Regions from separate parts of the Mus musculus genome. Here all the other regions are linked to region 1. Evidence: chromatin contacts called from public Hi-C data. All regions are on one chromosome and are shown on one strand. Each heading gives the region's core, a stretch centred on a gene start, on an enhancer-like site or on the middle of the called end of the contact. The rest is flanking DNA. Distances are from core to core; before and after follow the strand shown.

The links. A called contact is a pair of places that touch in the nucleus more often than the background predicts.
Region 2: a contact with region 1 is called in a Hi-C map of the G1E-ER4 cell line, with 2.6 times the contacts expected there. The contact joins the promoter of Etfbkmt here to the enhancer-like site in region 1. A contact is called at or near these places in 1 of 39 promoter capture datasets (macrophages), 12 of 484 Hi-C or Micro-C datasets (the G1E-ER4 cell line, the HL-1 cell line, the STO cell line and 2 more), 7 of 115 datasets of contacts at active chromatin or transcription factors (embryonic stem cells, extraembryonic endoderm stem cells, fetal liver and 4 more) and 2 of 9 other capture datasets (adipose tissue and pancreatic islet).
Region 3: a contact with region 1 is called in a Hi-C map of the G1E-ER4 cell line, with 3 times the contacts expected there. The contact joins the promoter of Resf1 here to the enhancer-like site in region 1. A contact is called at or near these places in 3 of 39 promoter capture datasets (the HPC-7 cell line and liver), 6 of 484 Hi-C or Micro-C datasets (the G1E-ER4 cell line, the HL-1 cell line, bone marrow-derived macrophages and 3 more), 7 of 115 datasets of contacts at active chromatin or transcription factors (the 230-238 cell line, the SCID.adh cell line, bone marrow-derived macrophages and 3 more) and 2 of 9 other capture datasets (adipose tissue and pancreatic islet).

What each region holds. Positions count from the first base shown.
Region 1 is chr6:149,236,386-149,240,681 of GRCm38.p6, forward strand. No RefSeq gene overlaps it. Among named protein-coding and RNA genes, the nearest start is that of Amn1, 50 kb to the left of the region's middle. Within about 2 kb of position 2,151, at least 13 of the 459 cell types and tissues checked have an H3K27ac peak or open chromatin away from gene starts, as enhancers often do. A contact at or near this core is called in the G1E-ER4 cell line, extraembryonic endoderm stem cells and trophoblast stem cells, where this site is marked.
Region 2 is chr6:149,139,362-149,143,657 of GRCm38.p6, forward strand. Etfbkmt (electron transfer flavoprotein beta subunit lysine methyltransferase) reads left to right here and starts at 2,152. Exons shown (of 5, transcript NM_001252095.1): 1 at 2,152-2,343; 2 at 3,245-3,354.
Region 3 is chr6:149,307,047-149,311,342 of GRCm38.p6, forward strand. It overlaps Resf1 (retroelement silencing factor 1), which reads left to right and starts at 2,368. Exons shown (of 5, transcript NM_026054.3): 1 at 2,368-2,858; 2 at 3,276-3,331.

The DNA of each region.
Region 1 (4,296 bases), core at 901-3,400:
AACCCTATCTCCAAAGACAAAAGAATATATAAATAAGGGCTGGTGAGATGGCTCAGCGGTTAAGAGCACTGACTGCTCTTCCAAAGGTCCTGAGTTCAAATCCCAGCAACCACATGGTGGCTTACAACCATCCATAATGAGATCTGACACTCTCTTCTGGTGCATCTGAAGACAGCTACAGTGTACTAATGTATAATAATAAAAAATAATATATAAATAAAATAGAAAGAAGAAAGAAAGAATTCAATAAATTATGATTAAAATGCTAACACCATTCAGTTCATTTAACTGATTTCATTTGATCATTGTCCAGCCCTTTCCTGGCACATTTCCAATAAATTATACTGATTTCTCAAACGGTGATATTATAGATGGGAAACGCTTAGCCCAAATTATTTACTTATTACTTTATTTTACTTTTTTTAAAAAATATGCTGTTATGTATCCCAGACTGGCTCTGCTGCTTCCTAGGTGTCAGGTCCTGGACAAACTCAGGAATGGCTAACTGTAGTGCCTATTAGCATACTTAGCATAAGTGCATGATTGCCTCAGGCTCTTTCAGTGTCACAAGTACTGGTTTTATAGTCTATGCTGCTCCTGGCTCTTCAGAATTTATCACTCTGCCCAGTACCCTAAACCTCTCCAGCCCAGAGGTGAAGTGGAAACTTAAGGGTTCTTTGGAAAGTCATTTGGATGGTGTTTTGCACACATGAAGGAATGTGTCGTTAAAGTGGACACAGGTGTGAAAGGCCAACATAAATAGGAAAGTTTCACTGAAGCAGACGCAGGAGAGAGGATATTCTGTTAAAGCAAGCACATGAAAAGACACATGAGGAAGAATTCTTTGCTAACAGTATGCATGTATTGGTCTGGCTTATTGTATAGTCCAGCTACATTTGTTGAGACTCCATAGAGAGAAATATATCAAAAAGCTTCTGGTAGTGTTCAAACTCAGGCTGATTGGCAGAGTGATGTCAGCTGAGACAAGACTCATGTTGAGGCGAGACACATGGTGAAGCAAGACCCATGGAGGACTTATGATATTTGGAAAGAGTATAAAAAGGCTCAAGGGACAGTGACGGGGACTGAGCTAGGCTTGTTGGTACAGTTAACTGTGCAACACTTGTGGGTCTTGAGTCTTTGCTGATCCTCCTGGAGTTACTCTGGGTCCCTCTGGCTGACTTGCACCGAGACTGAGGCCTGGCTGTCTCTGCTAGGTTCTGCCACACTTCTGTTAGGTCCTGCCACATGGCTGCTGAGTCTTGTTTGCCCTCCTGACTCTACTGAACTGGACTGCTGTTTTATGAGTTGCCACTGCTAACCTGTGAACTGAACTTCAAATTTCCATAAAACACAGATAGGAGTTGCTCTGATGAACCTTTCTAAACAAGTCATCTTCCTCCATATGCTTTCTTTTCCACTAACTCTGGTGGGTGGTGGGGTACAAGGGAGATAAAAATGTTTAAGAACCATCATTAAAAATAGGTTTTGAAAAAATGTAAAATTACACAGAGGCTTTGCCTTTCTTCCTCCAGTTACTCTTTCCTATTAAAACCAGCCATTTTGGCCAGTCACTCTTGGTCCTCTTGGCCCTTTCTTCCTCCTGCTTTTCTTCCCCTCCCGATGCTCCACCCCTTTCCCTCTCTTAGCCCTGTTCAGTCTACTACTTTCTTTCCCTGTTTTGGACTTTTTCAAATGCCTGTGGCTGTACTACCTCATATATTCGATAAAAATCTTTCCCTAACCATACCTTGAGGTGGTCAAGTCCTCATTTCCATTCTCAGTTACTGTGTAACTGAGAATAACATAACTTCTGCTTCTTCAGGGCTGAGATTATAGGTGTTTGACACCACACCCAAGACAATTAGTTTTAGTAACATTATATAGGTCAGAAGACTAAGTAACAAAATGGTTTGCCTAGCTAACACACACACAAAATCAATTCTTCCCTTTCCACATTCTCCTTTTTCCAGCCTTGGTAATTAAGGTTTCCACCATTGTCCAGATAGCCTTCTGAGCTTGCAGCAAAATGGGGGACTCCCTTTACCAGCAGGGTTTCTCCTTCTCTGACTTTGTCTGGGGAGCCCAAAACCCCTATACCTCTACCTGTGGAATGTCACATAGCTTTGGTGAGATTAAACTGAGCTTTGGCTTCCTTCCTCCTGATAAGAACTTGTTCAGGAAGCACTTGAGATTCCCGGAATGCCTTTCCATGCAAATGAGGCATTCACAGAATTTTAAAACTCTAGACAATGATTTTTATTTACCCTGAAAACTCCTTCCTACTGTCCAAGGTCCATATATATCAGATTTACCCCGAATAAAGTGTATACATACAAGCCCACACCAATAAAAATATGCACAATCTAAGATCATCTCAGAGTGCTGTTTCATTGAAGATGGTTGGAGATGGCCTTTGTCTATAAGAGCTGTAAACATTATGATCCTTGAAACACTAACATCCTCTGGGAAGACCTTTTCCCCACCACCCTCTTGCCCCAGGTACTCTCTTTCAGCAGGGCCAGGATCCTGCAGAGCTCCATCCATTCTGGACTCTGCTTCATCCTGCCAGCTTGGTGTACAGTAGAATCTGGACATCCTGAGAGGGAAGAAGGAAATGGAACCACAACTGGATTTCAAAACACATATCACACTTCTCTTTGTCCTTTTATCTAGTAATAGAGAATCAAATTCAGGTCCTAGTGTATAGTATATAAGCACTGTACCACTGAGCTGCACCTCCAGCACTTGGTGTGTTTGAGACAGGGTCTTGGTATGTACACTTCACACTAATCTGAAATTTGAGATCCTTCAATCTCAGCACTTCACTCCTACCCAGACTGCTGGTATTGGAAATATTAAATGCTCAGTTTGGGCTCACCAAAGACTTTTCATATGAAACACCTTTCAAATTTCTTTTACTGAAAGTATAAGTAGACAATATTTCTCCCACACTGCCTTGTGCTTTTTAGCATCTCAACCTTATAAGGCCACATCAAATGAGGTCAGGACATTTATACAAGGTGATGATGTTAACCCATTAGCTCAACAAGTACAAGGAAGGATTTTTGCACACAAGATGCTGTTAAGGGTCTGAAAAAGACCGAAGGAAGACCCAGACTCAGATAGTATGAAAAGACAAAGAACATTTATTCTGCAGAAACAACCAGCATTTGGGGGGTCAACTGTTCTTCAAAGTGGTGACGCTGGACAAAAGTGTGCAGGCCTTTTTAAAGGGCATTTGGGGAAATTTCTAGAAGGATTAGGTAGTCTAAACTTTGATTGGTGGGTTGCTAGGGGATCAGAGGGGTCAGATTCTGATTGGCTTGTGCCATAGGTCTGCATTCCTATGTCTTGAATGTTTAACCAGAGTATAAGATAGGGCTGCCTAGCACAGATAACCCATCCTGAGATAAGATCTTTTTCCATTCTTGTTTTATCTCCAGGTTATTACTTGGGAGAGGGTTTTAAGATCTTGTTCCTGGATTTGCTGTCTGTTCCTGGAACTGGTACCTTATGACTTTCTTTTTTAAATGAAGCCTGGTTCTTAAATTGGAGACATATGGGGTTTATGTTGTCCTTTCAATGTTCTATCTAAAAGAGAAATGTGGTAGCACATGTCAGTGATTGAAGGGGCTGAGGCAGGAAGACTGGTTCAAGTATGGGACCAACCTCAGTTAGAGTCAGTTTCACCTCAGCTTTACTATAGCTGGACTTTGCTACTTTGTGGGTTCTTTTCCTATGTTCTATCCCCTCCAGTTTCACCCCATCACTAAATAGGAGGAAAAGAATAGGGGGAAGACAGATAGAGATCCATGAATCTAATTTCTTTCCTTTTGTTTCTTCTTTTTGAGCACAACTACTAACAAATTACAACTAACTCCCCTGAGTGACCACCAATGACGAACCACTCCGATTGGTGCTCTAGCATTTATAGCTGACTTCCAGGCAGCTAGGACAAGGGTATTAAAACCCACACCAACGCTGGGCAGTGGTGGCACACCACATGCCTTTAGTCCCAGAACTTGGGCGGCAGAGGCAGACAGATTTCTGAGTTTGAGGCTAGCCTGGTCTACAGAGTGAGTTCCAGGACAACCGGACGACACAGAGAAACCCTGTCTCAAAAAAACCAAAAACACCCCCCCCCCCAACACACACACACACACACAAAAACAACCAACCAACCAACCAAAAACCAAAAAAAAAAAAAAAAAAAAGGAAGAAAAAAGAAAAAAGAAAAGAAAAGAAAAAGAAAAACCCATACCCACAGAGACACACCATATAAATATAACATAA
Region 2 (4,296 bases), core at 902-3,401, 97 kb before region 1:
ACGTTCCACCTTGCTGGCAGGATCAAAATTGAGTTTCTGTTTCCAGGCCCCAGGTCCCAACTCCTGTCCTTATTCAGATGTTTCATGTTTGTCTGTTAACCAGTAAAGAATGTTAAGAAGGGAAGATGCTGCTATCCTGTTATCTAAACTGAGGCACACAAGTCATAAGTGTGCTGCCTGTCTTGACTTAATTGACTACATGCTGCTTGCCCACTTCTTTATTCCTCTGTCACCCTAAATTTCAGGTCAGAGTCCAGGAGGTGACCTGGCTGCAAAGGCTGACTCAATGACCCTGAAATCAGGTGACCTGGATAAGGCCTAGTCATCAGTGTTAACCTCCTCATTTAATCCCTTGTGTCAAAATATGATTGGTCAATGCAACAGTCCTCCCATTATCAGAAAGGAGCATACCATTCATTCGAGGCAAAGGATAATACATTTGGGGCTGTTACTTGGTATAATGGTGGTGTTCTCCTTACAGGCTCTTAGAGATTTTAGTTATGAACAGCTGGGAAATCATTAAAAGGAAAGCACAGGGCCCTGGACTAAAGGTTTAGCTCTGGTAGAACTATATATCTATCATGAAAGGACAGGATGAGAGGGTAAGTTATAAGTACAGATCTATCTATCATCTATCTATCTATCTATCTGTCTGTCTGTCTGTCTGTCTGTCTAAGGCAAGGTTTCTTGGTCTAGCCTTGACTGTTCTGGAACTGGCACTATAGACCAGGCTGACTTTGAACTCACAGAGATCTACCTGCCTCTGCCTCCTGAGGGGTTAAAGGCATATGCCACCACTGCCAGTCTCCGATTTTTAAAAATTCCTCCAACCCTCCCAACCCCCCATTTTTGAGATAGGATCTCACTAGGTCTGGGACTTGCTATGTAGATCAGGTTGGCCCTTATCTTACAGAGCTTCACCTACCTATACTGGCTAAATTCTGGGATTTGAAGCACATGTCACTACATCTGGAACTTTAAATTTTTCATTTTTAATTATGTGTGTCTGGGTATGTCTTCGTACATGAGTACGAAGTACCCAAGTAGGCCAGAGATATCAGATCTCCTGGAGCTGGGATCACAGGAATTGTGAACCACCCTATATGGGTCTGAGAAGAGAACTCAGATCCTAGGCAAGCACTATACATGTTCAACCACTGAGCATTTCTCTGGCCGCTAAATACAGATTTCTAAAGTTTGTATTACATGTATGTATTCTGGTGTGTGTGTGTGTGTGTGTTGGGGGTGATAGTCAGAGGACAGTTCTTCTTTCCTTCTACCATGTAGGTCCTGAGAAACTCAGGTTGTTAGGCTTGGCAGTGGGCCTCTACTCATTGAGCCACCTAGATAGAGTCCAGGTTTTGTTTCCCTTCCCTTCCCTCCCCTCCCTTCTCCTCTCCTTCCCTCCCTTTTCCCTTTCCCTTTCCCTTTTTCCCTTTCCCTTTCCTTTTGAGACCGTGTCTCATCTATCCCAGGCTAACTTCTAACTTGCTGAGTATGACCTTGAACCATCCTCTCCTAAGTGCTAGAATTAGAGATGGATCCCAGGGTCTCATGCTATATAAACATTCATAATAACTGAGTTACATCCCCAAGCCCCAAATCAGATTTTGACCAGGCATCTGAAGAACATTTTTCAATTTGTAAATTTAGATACAGCAACATGGTTTGCCATTTTCTTAGTTTGGGATGTTTTTCTTTCTTGTACATCATAGCAGATTTTCGGTAATGAAGGTGAAATGGGTTAATTTTGAAGTCTTGAGTTGAGGGGCCAGTGGAAAATTTAGTCATTAGAAAGTTGGATATAATAGATCCTGAACCTACAGGCTGAAAACAGTCTTACGTGTGACTTTATAATTATGACACACCGCAACTGAATGTCATAAAACTTTACTTGCCACTCCAGGTTCATACTCTTAACAGTATGCTTGGCATACAGTGCTAGCAGCATAAGTCCAGCAAGAGGTTTTAGAAATCAGAATTCGCAGACATGGCTCACACGAGTTGTGCAATTGCGCTTCATTCAGGTCTATAGGGTCTGACCTGAGGAGTCGCCAGGTTAGGGCTTCGGCGTTCCCAGTTGCCTTGGGAACCGAGGGACATCCAAAACAAAACACAGTTCGAAAGAGGGCGGAGCCGGTGCGTAAGCCCTTCGGTCCGGGCGGCCCCGCGTTCCGCGTCTCATTGGTTCCAAATTTCGCCGCCTTCACGTACCCACTACGCTGTGTAGTTAGAGCCACGGGCTCAGTCTTCCTCTCCCGAAAAAGGAGACCTACCGTACTTGTTTTTTTTTTTCTCCTGCACGTGAAGGGCGAGTTCCACTTGCTGATCGAATAAAGTCAGGTAAGGCCACAAGGACTGCACTACCCTTTAAAGTAGACTCCTGTCCTTTGTTTTGGAGGAAAGTAACGTGGTCACAACATTGTTTGGAGTTTAACCTTTTTGTTTGCTTGGCACAGAGTCTCAGGTTGTAGTCTCTGGGCTGCAATGTAGCCTAGACTGTTTCGAGTTAGAGGCAGCCCTGCCTTACTTAGCTTCCCAAGTAATGAAATTAGAGAAATGCCCTGCACTGTTTGCTTGTTTACGTACTTTATCTGTGTGTGCACGTGCGCCTGTGGAGGCCAGAATGTGTCTCCAGAAGCTAAGACATTGGAATCTGTGGACCTGTAGAAGAAAAGCAGCTCTCTTAATACCCGAGCCTTCTTTCTAGGCGGTTGGTTAGTTGGTTGGTTCGGTTCGTTTATTCGTTCATCCATCCATCCGGTCTGTCTGTCTGTCTTTTTGTAAAGTAGTAGTACAGGGAGGCAGTCCTACAGTGGGCAGATAGGAAGAGGGGCCATGGATGGGTAATAAAGGTGGAAAACTTTAAAGATGGTTGGCTTTTCCTCACCCACCTGACCCAAGACCAAAAAAAAAAAAGCCTGGCAATTTAAAAAGCCTTGTAGCTTTTTCTCCTTCCCATGCTGATGGCCTGGTTCAAAAAGTTCAAAGCCAGATCAGGGCAGTTTTTCAACCATTTTCTCATTCTTCAAAGTGACTCACACTAAATTAGGGGAGGAAACCTCTTCAGAGACTTCAAAATCAAAAACAACCCGTCCCCCCAATTCTCAAGAAGGGACTATTTTCAGCTACCCTCTGCTTTGCCGAGGAGGGGCTTTTTCTCTGCGTTTGCTGCATGTGTGTGTTTCTTTACCCCAATAAAAGCATTTCTTCAACATCTGATTCTGTCTGCTTCTGTCTTCAGGTTTTGATATTTCTCCACTGCTACCTGTTGAGCTCAGAAGTTTTTAAACTCTTGGCAGAGAAAACTGAATCCAATCAAGAACCTTTAGACAGTAATGCCAGTTCAATCAGGTATTACCGAGTACACAGACAGGGCTGACTTGAATTCTTATCATTGTTTCCTTTTTCCATGGAGATCTGCCTGCCTCTGCCTCCCAAGTGCTCAGATTAAAGGCCAGGAGTTTACTATTGTGCCCAGCCTGATGTCATTCCAGTAACATAATTTGAGTACCTACCTAGATTGGCTTTATAACTTCATAACCAAACTGCCAGTGCTGGGAAGACATGGTATCCTAATACACAGTAATTCCCATATTACTCTGCTGTAAACCTTAAAGCTCATATGGTAGAGTGCTTGCCTTGAATGCATGAAGCCCTGGATCTGACCCAAGCAACAATAAACCTTGGAGGGAGGAGGAACACTACAAATTTGATGTCTGTTTGGTCTACATAGTGAATTCCATTGCAGCCTGGGCTATGGTATAAGTCTATATTTTATTTGATGGATATGCTTTGCCTGCATGTGTATAAACACACTGTGTGTGGTGTGTGTGTGTGTCTGCTGCCTGAAAAAAGCCAGAGGAGGGCACCAGATCCCCTGGAACTGAAGTTATGATTGTGAGCTGCGTGTGGATGCTAGGAACCGAACCTGGGTCCACTGCAAGAGCATCAGGTGCTCTTTAACTGCTGAGCCATTTCTTTACATGCAAGGCTATCCTAAGACCAAAACAAACAAAAAGATATACCTTATTTCATTTCATGAACATTGTTATAAAAATAGTATGCCTGTATATTTGTGATTATGAATTACTGAAAGGATTTCACAGGAAAAAAAAAAGTGGGCCTGGAGAGATGGCTCAGCGGTTAGGAGCACTCACTGCTCTTCCAGAGGTCCTGAGTTCAATTCCCAGCAACCACATGGTGACTCACAACCATCTGTAATAGGATCTGATACCCTCTAATGGTATATCTGAAGACAGTAACAGTACTCACATACATAAAATAAATACATCT
Region 3 (4,296 bases), core at 1,118-3,617, 71 kb after region 1:
CTTTGGTTGAGATAGGGTCTCTTTGTTTAACCCTATGTAGGCCAAGATGGACTCATTCACTCACAGAGATCTATCTGCCTGTTTCTCCTTCCCAGATTCTGGGATTAAAGGTGTATGCCACTAAACCCAGCAGAGGGTGCGTTTTTCTTTCAAGTACTTTGTAGAACATTTTGCCATTTCATTTGCAGATTGATAATGAGGTCATCAACAGCTTATCTTTGTTGAAGCCTGCCCCCACTAGCTGTAGCCCTTTTTTTTCCATGCCTATCAGCGATTTCATATTGTTGCTAATAATATTCCTGCCAGTCATTAACACAAAAAAATAACTTGACTCAGAGAAAGGTCATGCTGAGCACACATCCTGTTATGTTTGTTAATCTTAAGAAATTCCACAAAACTTTAGGTAGGACCTGTTAAATCAAAGGTCAATATGGATTGTCATGTCTAAAATGGCTTGTCAGAGATGATCACCAAGCAGTGCACCTTCGTGCACCTGAGTTTGAGCTCACTGTGGTTTTTGTGGCTGACATTGAAGAATGCTACTAATAATCCAAAAAGTTATGATTATAATACTCATGTTATCTCAAATTTCACCCGTTTGTAAGACCCCCACCCTCGGTCAGTGATACTTACTTCAAGACAACTCCAACACTGAGACAGATAGATGCAAAAAGCAAGAGGTTTATTTTCTGGTGCGATGGGATCGACCTTCAATTAGTCTCTCAAGGAGAGTGACTAGAAGGTGACTCTGAACAGCTACTGCAGTTTTTATACTTTTTAAGGGCACAGGTTACATCAGAAAGGTTACAGTTCAAACTTATTGGCTAACCATATTGACCTTTAAATCTATTGGCTAGAAAGCATGGGTAGATCATGACGTGCATTTGAACTCTATCTGGGACTTTCCAGAGGGTCAGGTGACTATCAGTCAGTACATTCTGTGGTTTTTCTGAGAATTGTTTACTCAAGAAAGTTCCTGTGGGTGGAGAATGGAATTTGACTTGGTCTTGACCTCAGGTGGGAGGGAGAAGCAGAAGTGGGGAGAGGGAGTGTAAGACTGGCAAAAGCCCTTAGGGTCCTTCATGTTCACCACCCATGTACCACCCTCTGTAGAAATCATAGTTTTAGGGGTCAAAATGAACCGACCAAGTCTACAGCTGCCAAAACAAGATTAGCAGTTCTCAGAAAAATAACAGTTCTCGGAAAAAGTCTCCTGCCCCACCTCGCACTAAATTCCGAGAAAAAACACAAACTGACCTTCTTGCCAGAATTCCCTGAAACATTAGTAGCTGACCAATGAGTTTTAAAATATACTGCTGCTTTGCTGACCCATCATAATATGGCTGTCCAACCCTCCACAAAATGTATAAAGGAACTATGCTTTCTGAGCTCTGGGGTTGACCCTCCCTGCGACGTGTCAGAACAATAAACCTCTTGCCATTGCAGCGATCTGTTGTCAAGTTGTGTTTTTGGGCTTGCGCACCCAGGGTAAAGCCTCGGAGGTCTTACACCTCCATTCCTTACCTAGGACCAATCAGCTTAAAAGTTAGCTGATAATACTTTGCCTAGTAAGCCTACTGCTTCCCTTCTTGCCCATTAAATGTTTTGTTATTTTCCCTATAAAAAGCCTACCCTGAGAGCAGACTAGGAATATAATTATGTTTCTGAGTTCTTTTTGCAGTCCTGAAGGTTTATTAATAGGGTAAGTGTTCAGTAAGTTGCTTAACTGGATCACTGTTCATATACTTTTGTTAGTATATGAACATGAATCTCTGAAGAATGATATCCCAGACTCAAATACTATGCAACAGCAAACAGCATTTATTGAACAAATTCCTGCACTCAGGAGCCCAATTCCATCAGGCCAATTCACTCTTTTCAGTTTGTGTGGCGATTCCTGAACCCCAACAATATATTTCCACTGGCCCTTGACGTTTCACTCCAGAAGCCCTTGTAGAAATATAGTTTTAGCAGTCAAAATGACCAGACCAAGTCTAAAGCTGCGAAAACAAGATTAGCAGTTCTCGGAGAAATAACTATAACAAATAATAACAGTTCTCCTGTCCCGCCTCGCACTAAATTCCAAGAAAAACCACAAATTGCTCTGACCTTGCTGCCAGAATTCCCCCGCGACATTGGTAGCTGACCAATGAGTTTAAAAATATTCTGCTGATTTGCTGACCCATCATAATATGATTGTAAGGCCTGGGGGTCTTACACCCTCAGGTGATTCTCATATAAATTCTAGGTGCAAGGCTGAGCTTTTTTCTCCCCTCAGACTGTAGAAGGCACACCTGCCCGGCACTAGGACCGCGGCCCTGGTGCAAGCGCTCGGGGGCGGAGTGGGGACCCAGCTGGACCCGCCCCAACGAAGGCTGCCACCAAACCTCTGCGCGCTCTGCGCTTGGCAGAGGCCTCGTCCCTTGCTATTGGCGTGTAAGCACCCGCCGGGCGGCAGGTCTGCTTCGGATCGGGCTTTTGTTCGGCCCCCTGGGCTCGGGGCTGGGTTTTCGCCACCTCTGTCCCGGCGGAGGGGCGCCGCCCGGGTCCTCGCTGTACCGCGGGGTCGCTGCGCGCCGGGCGGGCGCGGTCTGAGGTTGTTGGCCCGAGAAGCAGGCGGGCTTGTTGCAGCTAAGCGTCCCTTCCGGTTTCGGAAGGAGAAGCAGAGCTTTGTTTTGTTTTTCGGTTTCTTTCTGTCTCGGTCTTCCGCTCCTTGGCCCCCCTGCGACCCAGCGGAATTGCCTTGCGCTCCGCCTTCGAGCGCCCAGGCCTGTGTGAGCGCCGCGGCCCGCAGCATCTTGGAATCTGTTTGCATTTGTGGTACTTAAGAGTGCCTTCCTAGAAAAATGGAAAAACAGGTAAAGTGGGTGAGCTGGCTTGCATTTCAGTAGGCCAACTACAGAACTTGCGTGGGGATTTAAATTGTCTGCTGGGTGTGTTACAGTTAAGGGGAATCTTAAGTTTGTTTCTTGTTACCATTCAGATATACTAAGGTCTTAGTTATTGCTCCACTCAGCCCCCATCAGGTTCTCTTTTATCAGTCCACTAAAATTACTAAAGAAGTATTTTTGCTTTGGTATTAAAGGGCAGTAGTGGACTTGGAGAAGCCCGCTTGAATTCTAGTGGCAGGGAATATTTTGAGAGTAGCCTAATTCAGTAGTTTTGTTTTTAGCACAATTGAAATAAATTCAGTAAACTTAGTATGGTCTCAATGACACTGTAAGGGAAATGTACTAGACCTTAACTCTTGCTTTCTTGTTTCTTGATTTTCATAGAATTAGAGGCGTGAATACCTTGTGGAAGAGATTAAAAGGTAAAATTGTATTTACAGGTAAGTTTGCCTTTTATAAAGCCTATCCTGGTTCTACTGGATGACTATTTGCATTGTACCGTGGACTAACTTATTTTAGAATAAAGAGTATCATTGAATCAACACTAGTTAAACCTACAGAACTTGCCTAGCATGTGCTTGCCTTCAATTTTTGCATTTGGGAGACCAAGTCAGACAGATCTTTGAGTTAAAGGCTAGCCTAATCTACATACCAAATTTCAGTTTAGCTAGGACTGCATAGTGAAAGACTCAAAAAACTATCACCAAACAAAACTGTCACAGATCCAATGGGACACAGTAGATTTGATGGCAAAGCTTAAGAAATAATGTTGTTGGTATGGTACTTAACAATTTTATTTTTTGCCTTCATGAGATAGAGGAGAGATGATTTTTGCATTTTTTGTTTTGTTTTGAATTTTGGCAGTGTTCGAGATAGAACTCAGCCAGATTGCTACCCTGGAAAAGATTATGGTAGCTGGTGAATTAAAGTTACCTAGGCAGAGGCTAGCTCTTATTTTTGGTGGGAATGTAGTACCAGGGACTGTTTCTTATTTATTTTTAACTTGTTTTAATTTATGTGCGTAAGTGTTTTGCCCACATGTAAGTGTAGTTTTGTGTGCTTGGTGTGTAGAGCTCAGAAGAAGGCCTGGATCCTCTAGAACTGGAGTTACAGGCAGTTATAGCCACATGTTAGTGCTGGGACCACTTTTAGGGCCACAACTATTGAGTCATGTCTTTAAGCACTTATACTTAGTGATCTCTAGGGTTCCAGTCCATGACCATAAAACCTGTTAGAAAGCCTTTTCTGCCTACGAGGGCTATGGTTCCTACAGTGTAAGGAACAAGATAAAGAAATGATACCATGGATGAATGTAGCCATGGAAACCAAGCCTAGAGTGTGTGCATGAGTATGATAAAGTTGAAGTAAGGTGAACTTCCAATGGAGTAATGTGTGAATGCTTTAA